5 separate regions of the Zea mays genome follow, and all the other regions are linked to region 1. Evidence: chromatin contacts called from public Hi-C data. All regions are on one chromosome and are shown on one strand. Each heading gives the region's core, a stretch centred on a gene start, on an enhancer-like site or on the middle of the called end of the contact. The rest is flanking DNA. Distances are from core to core; before and after follow the strand shown.

What was found. Hi-C and Micro-C count contacts between places; a contact is called where the count stands out from the background.
Region 2: a contact with region 1 is called in a Hi-C map of ear, with 1.7 times the contacts expected there. The contact joins the promoter of LOC103647482 here to the promoter of LOC103647479 in region 1. A contact is called at or near these places in 3 of 25 Hi-C or Micro-C datasets (ear, endosperm and tassel).
Region 3: a contact with region 1 is called in a Hi-C map of tassel, with 2.1 times the contacts expected there. The contact joins the promoter of LOC100191233 here to the promoter of LOC103647479 in region 1. A contact is called at or near these places in 3 of 25 Hi-C or Micro-C datasets (ear, endosperm and tassel).
Region 4: a contact with region 1 is called in a Hi-C map of ear, with 3 times the contacts expected there. The contact joins the promoter of LOC100279723 here to the promoter of LOC103647479 in region 1. A contact is called at or near these places in 11 of 25 Hi-C or Micro-C datasets (bundle sheath, ear, endosperm and 3 more) and 2 of 3 datasets of contacts at active chromatin or transcription factors (leaf and seedling).
Region 5: a contact with region 1 is called in a Hi-C map of bundle sheath, with 2.7 times the contacts expected there. The contact joins the promoter of LOC100384175 here to the promoter of LOC103647479 in region 1. A contact is called at or near these places in 3 of 25 Hi-C or Micro-C datasets (bundle sheath, ear and tassel).

Annotation. Positions count from the first base shown.
Region 1 is chr2:191,081,418-191,083,977 of Zm-B73-REFERENCE-NAM-5.0, forward strand. It overlaps LOC103647479, which reads right to left and starts at 1,282. Exons shown (of 1, transcript XM_008672011.3): 1 at 409-1,282. The coding sequence starts at 1,267. The coding sequence ends at 716.
Region 2 is chr2:191,304,213-191,306,772 of Zm-B73-REFERENCE-NAM-5.0, forward strand. LOC103647482 reads right to left here and starts at 1,268. Exons shown (of 1, transcript XM_008672012.3): 1 at 1-1,268. The coding sequence starts at 1,222. The coding sequence ends at 20.
Region 3 is chr2:191,287,135-191,289,694 of Zm-B73-REFERENCE-NAM-5.0, forward strand. LOC100191233 reads left to right here and starts at 1,283. Exons shown (of 4, transcript NM_001136667.1): 1 at 1,283-2,209; 2 at 2,424-2,495. The coding sequence starts at 1,502.
Region 4 is chr2:191,245,760-191,248,319 of Zm-B73-REFERENCE-NAM-5.0, forward strand. LOC100279723 (Remorin family protein) reads left to right here and starts at 1,289. Exons shown (of 6, transcript NM_001152682.1): 1 at 1,289-1,403; 2 at 1,547-2,277. The coding sequence starts at 1,809.
Region 5 is chr2:190,912,338-190,914,897 of Zm-B73-REFERENCE-NAM-5.0, forward strand. LOC100384175 reads left to right here and starts at 1,293. Exons shown (of 1, transcript NM_001176752.2): 1 at 1,293-2,096. The coding sequence starts at 1,294. The coding sequence ends at 1,767.

The sequences.
Region 1 (2,560 bases), core at 32-2,531:
CTATGTCACGTCAAATGTTTGTTGAATGCTGAGTACGAGTATTAAATATAGTCTCGATGTTTGTTGAATGTCAAGTACGAGTATTAATATAGTCTCACAATTGACATATCATAGGTCTATGTTCAGCATCCTCTATAATTATTACTATCTCTATTTGTTTTTATTTGAGGTTGGATTGTGCAATTTACATTAGGAAACGTCAAATAAAAAAACTAGAGAGAATATTATTTTGATTTGTCCTTGGTTATGATAAAATAATTACTCTATATGTTTCTTTTTAGTTGTCGCTGAATACAACTAAAAAGAAACGAGGGAATATAACTTAAGTTGATCCATAAGTTAAAAAACCGCTCTATTGCCAAATAGACACAAGATCCCGTGCGAACCAAATGGGCAATTATCAGATCAATATCGTATCAGCACCGAGTAGTCACATTCAGCATACTGTCGAAGTTACATATTTGACGAGATATCCTTAACAAATGTCCACAGCGTATAAAAACGATTTGAATAGTCTGCGATGATGCAGGTACAGGCTCAGCACAAGATGCGCAAATCAAACTTCCATGAAATTTGGAAGCTATACTTGAATACAACCAAACCAAACCAAACCAAACCGACACACATGGATCGATCAAACCAAAGAATTAAAGAATACTGTACTACCGAGGAAGAGCTAGCTTATAGCTAAGTGGCCACACGACGGTCGCCGAACTCAGTCCTGCTTCCGGCCGGCGGCGGCGAGCATGGGCGACAACGCGGACCGCGTCCGGGCGAAGGCGGCGACGGGCGAGGGCTCCCCGGCGACGAGCGGCAGGTCGGAGAGCAGCGCGAGCATGCGGCGCGCGCTGAGCGACCGCGCGGGGCGGAGGGCAAGGCTCTTGGTGCGCGAGAACACGGTGGAGGACTGCGACAGGATGAGGTACACCAGTGCCTGCACCAGCACGAACATCCCGACCTTGATCAGCGCCGCCTCCATCTCCGGCTCCATGGCGCGGCAACAGTAACACCGGCTTTTATTGCCTTGAGCGAGGCTGTGCTTCGGGTCGAATTCAGAAGCGAACGCTGCGTTGAGCTTCAGAGTTCCGTAGACAGCTCTGAGAACTCGCTTCGATTGCACGAGGAAGATCGCTAGCTTGTGAGTTGTGACTTGTGATTCGGTGAGGCGAAGCGGTTGGAGCAGACGCGCGCTTTTTATAGGCCACGGACGGCGACCGGGCGCCGGTTTGACCATGGCAGGAGCAGAGGAGGTGACCATGTGTGTCATGGTGATTGCGGAGATGCTTCCGGCACCGGCTTGCGGTGAAAGTGAAAGTGAAACTGGAGCTGGCGAGGCGAGTGCGTCCGAATCTGCTTGCGTCGCCGCGTGCGCGAGGCCATTTGTCGCGTTGCTATTGGCATGGTGGATGGGCGGCCATGGGCCATGGCTGCTGGCTGCTAAACCGCTGGATGTTTCGTACTGCCGTGAGCCCGTGATGATGGGTCGCGGTCAATGGAGGTCATGGCCGGTCAGCACAGGTCACCGTTTTACTCTAGACAAACAGAATGGGTCGTCCAGATGGCCAAACGACCCACCCGGCCCGGCCCGATGAAACTCGGTCTGTTTTAGGTTTAGCCCGCAGCGGGTTTAAACGGACCGGCCCGACCGGCCTGGCTCAGTAAGCACAAAAAAAGTAGGCCAAAAACGGACTAAATGATTCAGTAAGTACGGTTTAATGCAAAAAATATAGGTTTAACGGGCTTAAAGGTAAACGGCCGTGCCGGGCTAGCCCACCGTGCTTAGTTTGTGTCCGAGCCCGACCGCTTATTCGTGCCGGGACGGCACGGGTCCGCATAGAACTAGGTCATGTCGGGCTCGGATCAGGCCCAAACAGTGGGCTTCGTGTCGGGCTCACGGGCCTCGTGCTTATTGGCCATCTATATGTCATGTTTGTTTGGGCGAAGCTGTTGTGGACTGCCAAATATTTCAGCTTTTCATCCCGTTTATATAAGAATCGTTTTGCTAAAAACCGTTTAAAATCAACATGAACACAGAATTGGTCGAGTCGTTGCAATAGTAGGAACACATTGCTTTCTAGATCCTAAACCATTTAGACTACTTCGTCTTCCTCTGTATATAATCTCCACGATACTCAGATTTTTCTCACAACCAGATTCCACGACCATTAAAAAAACTAGTTAGAAAAAAATTAAAACAAAAAGCTGAACCAAACAGCCAGATTCGTGTTGCAACTCGGGACTTTCAATCGTTGGAGTTTTGCAGTGCACGAACGTTTCTCCGGGCGCCTCTGGGCCCATGACAAGGAGTCCGTTACCGTTACCGGCCGCCTTCGACCCAGGAAATGATAACGGAAAAGGAGGATGAGCGAGCCAGGTAGGAATGATAGCTTTCTGAGTCAGCTCGGCCTTATCAAGAAAACAAGAGAAACATAGTCTTATTTTAATCGGAAGAACAAGCTTTTTCAAAACTCAAACGTGTGTAGGGTACGTTTGCTTTTGAATTGAAACAGATTCATACACCTGGAACATGTGTTGTGCGTGCTGGAACTGTTTCTTGGTT
Region 2 (2,560 bases), core at 18-2,517, 220 kb after region 1:
GAGATCGATCGACGTCACGTCACGGGCGCGCCAGCGCTTGCGCGAGGCGTTGGACCTTGGCGGCGATCTCCGGCGGGATCCGCACGGCCGACCGGGAGCGCTCCTCGCCGCGCCGGAAGTCGAGCCCCAGCGCGTCCGACACGTCCTCGGCGGTCCACCCGGCGCGCCGGAGCGAGTCCGAGCACCGGTCGGTCTTGAGGACCAGCGCGTCGAGGATAGCCTCGGAGTCGGGTGTTGGGGCCTCCTCGCCGTCGTCCAAGAACCCGGAGGCGGTGACCTCGACCATCTCGTCCACTTCTCGGTCCCTCCAGCCCCCTTTCTTCAGCATTGACCCCAGCTCGTCGAGGTAGCTGTCGACCCACCGCGGGGTTGGCCGCCGGGGTGGCGATGGGCATCCTGAGGACGACGACGAGGAGGAGGACGAGGAGGCGGTGGATGCTTCGGAGGACGAGGAGTCGCGGCGGCGGCGGTCCGACGCGGCGTCGCTCCAGAACTCGATCCAGCGCGGGGCCTGGACGGCGTCGAGGCTCCGGCGCGTGCACGACGGCCTGCTCGCGCCGGCGGAGAGCGGGGACGAGGAGGAGACGACGGCGCGGTCCGCCGGCTGGAAGGAGGAGTCGCGCGTGAAGAAGTAGAGCAGGTCGAGGCCGCAGCAGAGGACGCGGTCGTCGGCGACGAAGAACACCGGGTTCCCCGCGAGGCAGGGGCGGCAGGGCAGGTAGCAGCGGTCGAAGAGCGGCACGAGCGGCGGCGCGCGGCGTACGGCGGAGCGCGCGAGCCGCAGCGCGCGGCCCGGGTCGGCCGGCCGCCGGCCCCAGCACCGCGGCCACAGCGCGCCCCTCGCGACCTGGAGCGACGCCGCCGCCGCGGGGAGGTCGAACGCGGCGCGGAGGCCGGCCCGGCCGCGCCAGTCCGGGAACCCGGGCCCCGACGGCACGCCCAGGGCGAGCACCGCGCGGAGGTCGGGCGGGAACGTGAACCCGAACTCGGCCTCCGCGCGGACCAGCTCCGCGTCCGAGAGGCCCGGGAGGACGGCCACCCCGGACTCGCGGAGGTGGGAGAGCACGCCTGCAGCCACGGCGTGGAAGGAGTGGAGGCCGTGGCGCGGCGACGCGGACGCCGATGACGGCCCCGCGGCGGCGCGCGTCGAGAGGCGGCGCAGCGCCGCGGTGTGCGCCACCGACGGGGCCAGCCCGGCCATCCGGTGGTCGATGTCCACCATCGCTGCTGCGCTTGAGATGCCGAGGAACGAAACGCCTGAGACTGACCGAGAGACGGGCGGAGGGGTGGGTTTATATAGAGGGATGCGGTGGTCGTCTCCCGTAGATGGTTGCCGTTTTTTTACTTTTATATAGATTTAACAAATCATTTATCTTATTTATTTTTTTAGAAAACAATAAAATAAATATCGTTAAAGTACCTTTAATTAAAAAAACCCCAATAAAAAATAATAAATAGCATTTTTTATGAAAACTGTAAATAGGACAATAATGAAATATGATGTTTTACAACTAAAAAATATATCATGGTTCTATTTTGAGGCAGAGGTAGTAGCGTGAGACAAGGTCACAAGGACAAGGGTGGGGTCTATGGCCGTGGGCCCCGTGGAGATCTGAGCTGAGCGTGGGGCGAGAAAGCGACTGCGGTGCGGACAATGGTGTGCGAACTGGAGTACTGGACCAACTAGTGGTGTTGTGCGTCTCCGCTTGTGAAAACGCAAGATTAATTTGGTGTCCTCGTATTCTTGTACTGTAACGTTTCTTCATTATAAAAAACAGAAATGGAGTAGCATCAATCGGTCGATTCAAAATGTTTTTTTTTGGGTGCATTATTTTTATTCGGTGCCTGGGCCAAGGACACCTGTGTTCATAACCCCGGGAAGCACAAGTACACATGCGCAATGGATAATGCATCCCTTGCCAGAGATGGTGACCGTGACTTGCTTGGGAGCACTCGGATCAGATGCCCCAGGAAAGCGAAGTGCGGGCGGGGGGGTATGCTGATCTCCTAATCATAGAACCCAATAATGCTGTCAGAGAGACCGAAACCCAACTGGTGGCCATGATTTTGGTCCCCTGGAAACCGTGCATACTTTCATGGCTCCTCCTGGAGCTGGAGCTGGAGCTGGAGTAGGTCCGTCCGCTACTGCACCGCACCATCCGGCCTCCTTCGTGCGTGTACTCGGCGTACGGGCATGTGTACGTGAACTGTCGTCAATCAACTGATCTGGAAAACTTCGCTGCTGCAAGTTGCTCGCGGCTTCTCCAAAACCACTGTGCATCGTACCAAAACACAGGGCACCCGCGGGCGCGTGGATGACCGGTGACGCCGCCTTGGCGTGTGAAGGAGGTGCTATTGCTAGCTCACCCGACGCGCGGTCACCTCATCAATCAAACCACCGAAGCGACGGCCGTCGGCAGGGGCGCCGTCATCATTTCGCCGGCGCTCGCCGCACGCCTGCAGCGAAGCTGCGTCGCGATCGCCTGTCCGTGTCCGCAGCAATGTCACCGCAACACCCATCGCAAGTTTTTGGCATCTACGCGGTGGCGGTGCCAGGCAA
Region 3 (2,560 bases), core at 33-2,532, 210 kb after region 1:
CATGAAGTGTTAAATGTTAACGTCCTTCGTCCATGAAACATTATTCCCTTGAGGATAATGGGCCTTGGACGAAGGCTGATGAGAGTATAATTACAAAGCTTAAATCTTCGTAATAAAATTTCAACAGATATTGTAAGACAACATAAAATAAAGGGTGTAAAAGGGGTAAATAAATCATAGACGAATTATATTATATTTACTTAATATATTGAATCATTGAGCACAAAAATACCTCTGCCTTGGCAAAGGTTGGATTCCGAAAGATGCGATTGCAATTACCAGAATGTGTGAACAGTAAAAGAATACTGTTCACTATTTATAGGCACAGGACACAGCCTGTGAGGAATTACAATTATACCCCTCATAAAAGTTTACAACATTGACTCAGACCTTTATGGACTAAAGGGTCATTTTATCTTTAAGTCGGTTTGTGATACCGAAGCTTCATGAAGAGGAACCTTCGGCCATCTCATACAAACAGCTTCAGCCGAGAGCCACTTCTTCCTAGAAGACCTTCGGCGACGAAGCATAGACCCAACACCCTCTTTACATTGTACTTCCCACGTTTCAAAATATAATTCGTTTTAAACTAATTATATATTCATTAAATAACATAAGAATATAGTTTCCATGTATGTCTATATTCATTATCATTTGAATGAATATGGATAGAAAAAAAGTGGGCTAGAAACAACTGTATTTGAAACGGATGGAGGCTTTTTTCTGATTTTTTTCCTCTGTATACATATAAATTTCGTTCACAGTTCCTACGAAATTCGTAGCGTTTCAAACGGGGCAAATCTGAAACACTCATATTGGGGCAAAGTGAGGGCCCATTGATTTTCTTTCCTCTTCCACGTAGCTCCGCAACTGATCTTTTTACGAGTATAACGCTCTTCAAAATTAAATTGAGATATGGATGACCTGCATTTCTTTTCGGAACTGTACCTGTCATAGACGGGAAACCTACCACCATGTTTCCATCAATACACCAGAGGAACTGACACCGGGTCCCGCTGACAGGTAAGCCGGCAGAGGCCCTACATGGCAGCAACCTAGCACCAGGTGCTCTTCTCCCGGGGTCGAAGATATTTTTGTACGTATGCTAACAATCTAACATCCCAACAACCGACGGAGGCAAGCCCCCCACGTGGCGACATATGGTTGGCTGCTCGTCGCGTGCTCGGAGACCACGACCTGTGACTTGTGAGCGTATCCAGATTATATAATCTAAAATATTATTAACTAACATTCTCTAAGTGTTAGTTTAAAATTTGTTAATGTTTTTAACTAACATTTCCTAAGTGTTAGTTTAAATTTTTTTTGGTGCTGAGCTGAGACAGGGACAGGCAAGCAGGAGGAAGGGGATGGAGTGGCGCCGTTAGCGAGGCAAGGTTCAGTCTACTCGTTGACGTTCGACAGATCCCAGAGCACCCTCGGCGGGGCCGCCGCCAGCTGTGGCGGTAGCCGTGGCATCCCCAAGGGTTTCGGCTCCGTGAACATGGACGAGCTGCTCCGGAGCATCTGGACCGCAGAGGAGACCCAGGCCAAGGCCTCCGCCTCTATCGCAGGAGCGAGCGCGGGGATGCCCCCCACGCCGATGCAGCGGCAGGGATCGTCGCTCACACTGCCCCGCATGCTCAGCACCAAGACGGTCGACGAGGCGTGGAGAAATCTCGTGCGCGACGAACCGCCGCAGGGGGCGGACGGCGGCGGACACCAGCCGCCCCACCGCCAGTCAACGCTCGGGGAGATGACTCTGGAGGAGTTCTTGGTCAGAGCTGGCGCGGTCAAGGAGAACCCCGCTTCTGCTCCTCCAGCGCCGCCACCCATGGTGCCGCCGCGGCCGGTACCTGTTGCCCCTAAAAGCTCCGCCTTTTTTGGGGATTTACCGGGTGCCGACGACGACGCAGCTACGGCAGCGGTAGGGTTTGCACCGGTCGGCATGGTGGATCTGGCCCTGATACCGCCCAGGGCGGCAGGCATGGGAGGCAGCGCCATGGCTGTGCAAACAGCGGTGAGCCAGCTTGATTCTGTCGGGAAGGGATACAGCGACCTGTCGTCGCTGACGGAGCCGCAAACTTTTTCGTTTGAAAGAATGATTCGGGGGAGAAGGCATGGAGGCGGAGTGGAGAAAGTGGTGGAGAGGCGGCGGCGGAGGATGATCAAGAACAGGGAGTCCGCCGCGAGGTCCCGAGCGCGCAAACAGGTCACAGCCTTTTGCTGAATTCATGCATGTCTTACTGACCAAGGCACCAAGCAATTTGTTAGTGCTTCTTGACTCATGACATTGTGAACTTTCGCAATTCGATTATAATCAGAGTCATCGTACTCTTCCTGGTTACTGTGTTACCGTTCTTTTAAAGCAGACAAATTTTCCACTTTGCTGTTTCGGTTAAAAAGAATCTTATTTTACTGCATAGGCTTATACAATGGAGTTAGAAGCCGAAGTTCAGAAACTCAGAGAGCAGAATCAGGAACTGGAGAGGAAACAGGTGTCTTTTCTACAATTTTCTCTACACACTTCTAGATTTGCTTCTTCTTTGGGATTTGGTGCATT
Region 4 (2,560 bases), core at 39-2,538, 160 kb after region 1:
AGAGGTGATTGCGAGAATGGAACTATTGATGCAATCATCCCTGTTGATGATGAAATTCCAGATGAGAGGGTGATGTTGCATGACACAGACAAGCCTTGTATGGATATTGGAACAGTGTACCCCAGCATGCGTGACTTTAGGCTAGCTGTGAGACAGTTTGCGATCAATGAAGAGTTTGAGCTAGAAATATATAAAACTGATCTGAGTCGATTTATTGGTAATTGCAAAGGAGAAGGTTGCCCTTGGCATATTGTGGGATGTAGGCAACAATCTGGGAATAGTGTTATGGTATAGTCTAATAAGCCTAAGATGTTTGTACATAGGATATTGTTTATGTTGTTACTAATTAAGGTTAATTATTACAGGTGACTGTCTTAATTGAGGAACACACTTGTACTTCCAGTGCTAGAAGGAAAACCACGATCCTTACTAGCGCTTGAGTAGCATCAAAGGTTGTCCATCTCTTAAAGGAGTTGAACATGGGTCTGAGGGAGCTGCGGAAAAGGTTGGAAGAAAAATATAAGTGTGAAATTTACTGTGGCATCCACGGTTGGAAGATGGGAGATTCTGGAACAGGGGCAAGATTGGAAGAGCGTCCACGGTAATCGCGTCCAACGTCTTCACAGGCGCGGTTACGTCAATAGAGACAACCATGCATTCGAAGTACCAAAGTGGCGATATGTGTTCAGAGTACCAAACTGGCGAAGACAAAAGGCAGAGGTATTATAATGCCAAATAACTCAAAGTAGCATCATGGCGCCCCGATGCCCATCTAGGTTGCCTATGGCGGTATGGCCTGTCCTAGCCTCTCACTCAGGTGACCGCAACCCTTCCACAGAGAGCAAGCGAATGGTACACAAGAATTTGTTATCAGCGAAGTAGACAAAGTAGGATGGCCCCGAATTCTTTTGACTTGAGCTATAGGCATCATCACCGTCACCATCCTAGACCCTTGTAGCAACAAAAACGAGGGTGCTTTTTTTTTTTCTGACACGAGAAAATGAGCGCCGTTGGATTATCTTCACCTTTCACTCCCCCTCTTTCTGAGATCTGCTTTTTAAACACTGATTGTATGATGGTGGTTGCATGCAGCCTTTGGCCGGGTTCGTGCGCCTGACACAGACACAGATCTGGAGACAGATGGGTTGGCTACTTCCTCCTCCAGTGGTAAGCACAACGCTGTAACCAGCTCACAGTTTTGGATTCTTACTAGTGTCTCAATCGATCTGAGAGCAACCTGACCGCCCTTTAAAACGAGCTAGTGTTGTTAAGCTTCTGCAGCCTTTGCCGAGCGGCAGGACGACGAAGCGGAGGAGTTGCTGTGCGGGGTGAAGGAAGAGGAGTCGGCTCAGGTACAAGAACCGGCCAAGAATCCGGCAGGACGTCCCACCCCACTACCCCAGGTACTGTATTAATCTTGAGTCTTGCAATCCGTTGAATTGTGCGGGGTTGCAGTTGCCCATTTTGTATGCTTGTATGTTGTTCGAAAGAATGCCACAACCAACCAGTGGTACCACACTGAGGTTATTGTTCTTTTGCATGGTAGGAAGGGGTCGAAACAGCGGCCGGCCCCGGCCTTACTTGACCTCGGCAGCACTGGGTTAATTCCACGGAGCCACGTTTTCTACAAGTTTCGTGATTGGTGGTGTGGGGTTGATGAACAAAGGACTTGAAGCATTACTCATCCGGTCAGACGTGTTTCGTAGACCTTGACGCTGAGCTATCGGAGTTGGGTTTCCAAAAAAAGGTGGAGCTCTGAGAGAGTTCCGCATTCTTCTAAAGGAAGTAGGAGATACCCAGGAAGCAGCATGGCATTTTCTTACAGCAATGGGAGGACATTGCCCTCGAAATGGGAGGATGCAGAGAGGTGGATCTTCAGTCCCAATTCCAGCGACATGCGTGGAAGAACTACGGTTGCTCATGGTCGGAGGCCAAAGTCTAAAAGTGGCCCCCTGGGGCCTCCAGGAAGACTTGGTGGACAGTATTCATCTGTTTCTTCGGTGTCATTGCTTGATAGTGAGAGAGTTGGACCTATTACATCAAATTCTCATTTTTCAGCAGGAGTACTAATGCCAGGACATGTTTGTGGAGGAAAAAATACAAATGGGGCCTATTCAGGTAGACCAATTGGTGACGAAATCAACATTGGAGAAGGAGTCAGAATTTGTCCACTGAATGGTGGGTCTCATCCTATTCGAACTCCCAGAGTTCGCAAGCGATTAGATTCTGCAGTCGAATCATCTGCTTCATTGCCTAGCACACAAGAATCTATCCAAGGTATTTAAAAATGGTTTCTTGTGCACAGAGTGCATATCCATCATTATTTTTAGTTTTAGCCTATTGTTTAGTATTGAAATTTGGTTTAGTAGTAATTAGCAAAGCACAAAACACTTTGTTTGAGTTATCATCTATGTTTGTTGAAGCATAGAAGGCATGAATTGCGTTATGAAACCATTTTTTTTCAGTAACAAGTCGGAAGTTATTTACCTTAAGTTGTGCAGCAGATCTTCATAGAAAGTTATCATATTGTAGACTGAAAAGTCAGTAAATCTTGACCCGT
Region 5 (2,560 bases), core at 43-2,542, 170 kb before region 1:
GCCTCCATGATTTACTCGCGTGCAACTGGTTCATGGTCCATGATTTACGGGCCGGGTCTGGGCCAGCACGGCCCGATGCAAGCCCGGTCTAATTTAGGGCCGTGCTGGGCCTACATTTTAGGACGTGAGCACGATTTAGCCCGGCCCGAGTGCAATTCGTGCTAGCCCGGCCCGAATTATTTAAGCCCGAAGCACGATGGGCTCGTGCCGGGTCAGCACGGCCCGGCCCAACTTACAGGATGGCACAGAGCCTCCAGCTGCATAGTCAGCAAAGGATCGCTACTATGCAATATGCATGCATGAGAGCAGAGCGCACGCAACGCAACGCCACACAGCGTTGCAGCAAAGCTAGCGCGAGCTCTGTCTGGCTACAGAGCGCCGGCCGGGGCGACAGTACGTAGTCGCCAATAATTGTACCGGCAGCACGTGTGACGTGTTTTGGCGACACCGGAAAGGCTGCGAGTGAGTGGTTTGTAATTGTAACTATGCCTTTGGGCGCTGTGCTTTGCTCGGCTCGGCCAGCCGCCAGGCGCCAGTCGGCCACGATCGGGGGCAGCAGCAGCCTGAGAGCCAACGCCCGGCAGCGGCAGCGGCAGCTGTGGCTGGCTTTCGAGAGTGTCAGGACCAGGGCGCCTGCAGGAGTAGGCTGGGCCGACCGGCCGTGTTGCTCTCGCCTGTCGCATGATAGTTTCAGATCTCGCGACCAGAGACCGTACCAGCGTGTTGCCTGCCTCGCGACGGGGCGAGCTGCCGGTGCCGGGCTTCTAGAGCGCGCGGACGACCGGGCTGTGAGTTCGCCAGTTTCAAACGGTGTCGAATGGCCGGAACACGGACCGCGCGTTTTGACTTGGATTGGAACACAGTGGTCGAGTGCTGCTGTTAATGTGCTATACGCTACCAGCCTTCTTGGTGTCAGGGCTGCTGGCGTCGTCTCGTGAAAAAAGCGAGCCACGACACCCGGCCCAAAAGCCGACTCATCGGGCCCGTCCGCGTCCGGCGTACACCGGTACACGCCATGCACCGGGCGGCAGCGGCCACGACCGACGAAGCATCGCCACATCAGGCGGCCCCCCCGTCCCCACCGTACATCTCAGCCCGGCCGCGGTGGCACGCGCCGGGCCCCGCCGCGCCGGTCCGGAAAAGCGCGAACCAGAGCTGCTGGCTTTTTTTCAGGCCGTGCGAGGACCGCGTGCGCCCTCACCTTCATGTACTCGCCGCGGCCTGCGCGATGAGGAGAAGCACAGCCACAGGGATTTGCGTCGCCCCCGCGCGCCTGCGTGCGGGGACGCAATTATGGCCCCATCCCCACGAGCCACGACGGACGGGACGAGCGGCGGGCGGGCCGGACGGACGCCGTGTCGGCGTACTGTGGGCGCGCGTCCTCGGTCCTCGGCGATCGACGGAGGCGCGCGCCCATGCATCGAACGAACCCCATGCATGGAGATGGCGGCACAGGACCTCACCAGTAACCCCACCGACCTTTGTCTGTGTCCGTCCGTCTGTCCCTTCCGTTCACAGTTCACCCTTTTCTCTCGAAGACGACGGGGCGACCCATCATCGGTCGTGCCCTGCACGGCCGCTCCCCCGTCCCGATCCCGATACAGAGCACCGAACGTTTCCTTCTGCTGTCGAGACGGTACGGCATTTGTCCATGGGCCCTGCACGATCGATCGGTCGGTCGGCACTAGAGATGGCCAAACGGGCCGCCCGGCCCGGCTCGGCCCGGGCCCGGTGAAGCCCGGCCAAAAACCGGGCCGGGCCTGCTGAGACAGCGGGCTTAATTTTCTGTCCAAGCTCGGCCCGCAGTGGGTCTAAATGGGCCGGCCCGGCCCGTTTAGCACGAAAAAACGGGCCAAAAAGCGGACTAAACGGGCCGGTAAGCACGTTTTAGTGTAAAAAAACGGGCTTGACGGGCTTAGAGGTAAACGGGCCGTGCCTAGTTTCCTGTCCAAACCCGCCCGCTTATTCTACCGTGCCGGGCTCGGACCGGGCCCAAAAAGCAGGCTTCGTGCCGGGCTCACGGGCCTCGTGCTTTTTTGCCATCTATAGTCGGCACTTACTTTCCAGCTGAGCGTGTTCGAGACCTGTGCATATATATATATACTAGTCGGTTGGCCGTGCGTTGCGACGACTTACAACAATACCCATGTTAACTATCTATAAAAAAAATCAAAATTTTTATTGATTATCTTCGCTCTCCATATAATATTTTTTTATTTGGCTAACTGATGTTATTATTTACTTCATCCAATATATTTTTGTACAACACGACCAATGAAGTGAGCGATTAGAAAAGAGTTCACAACGACTGACTGAACGAACAGAGATTATAAAATGACATAATTTCACCATACAGAGACCAAATAAGAGAAAGTTTGTGAGCTCAAGTTTCTAAAATAAGTCACATGAACTCAAACTTATAAAAAAGATAGATCAAAATATAAAGTGGTTGCTAAAGTCAGGCACCAATAAAAACTGGATGCGCTCCATATAAATTATGCTACTTCGTAGCAATTACTAACGTTTAAAAACAACAAATAACCTTTCATTTTACTGTTAG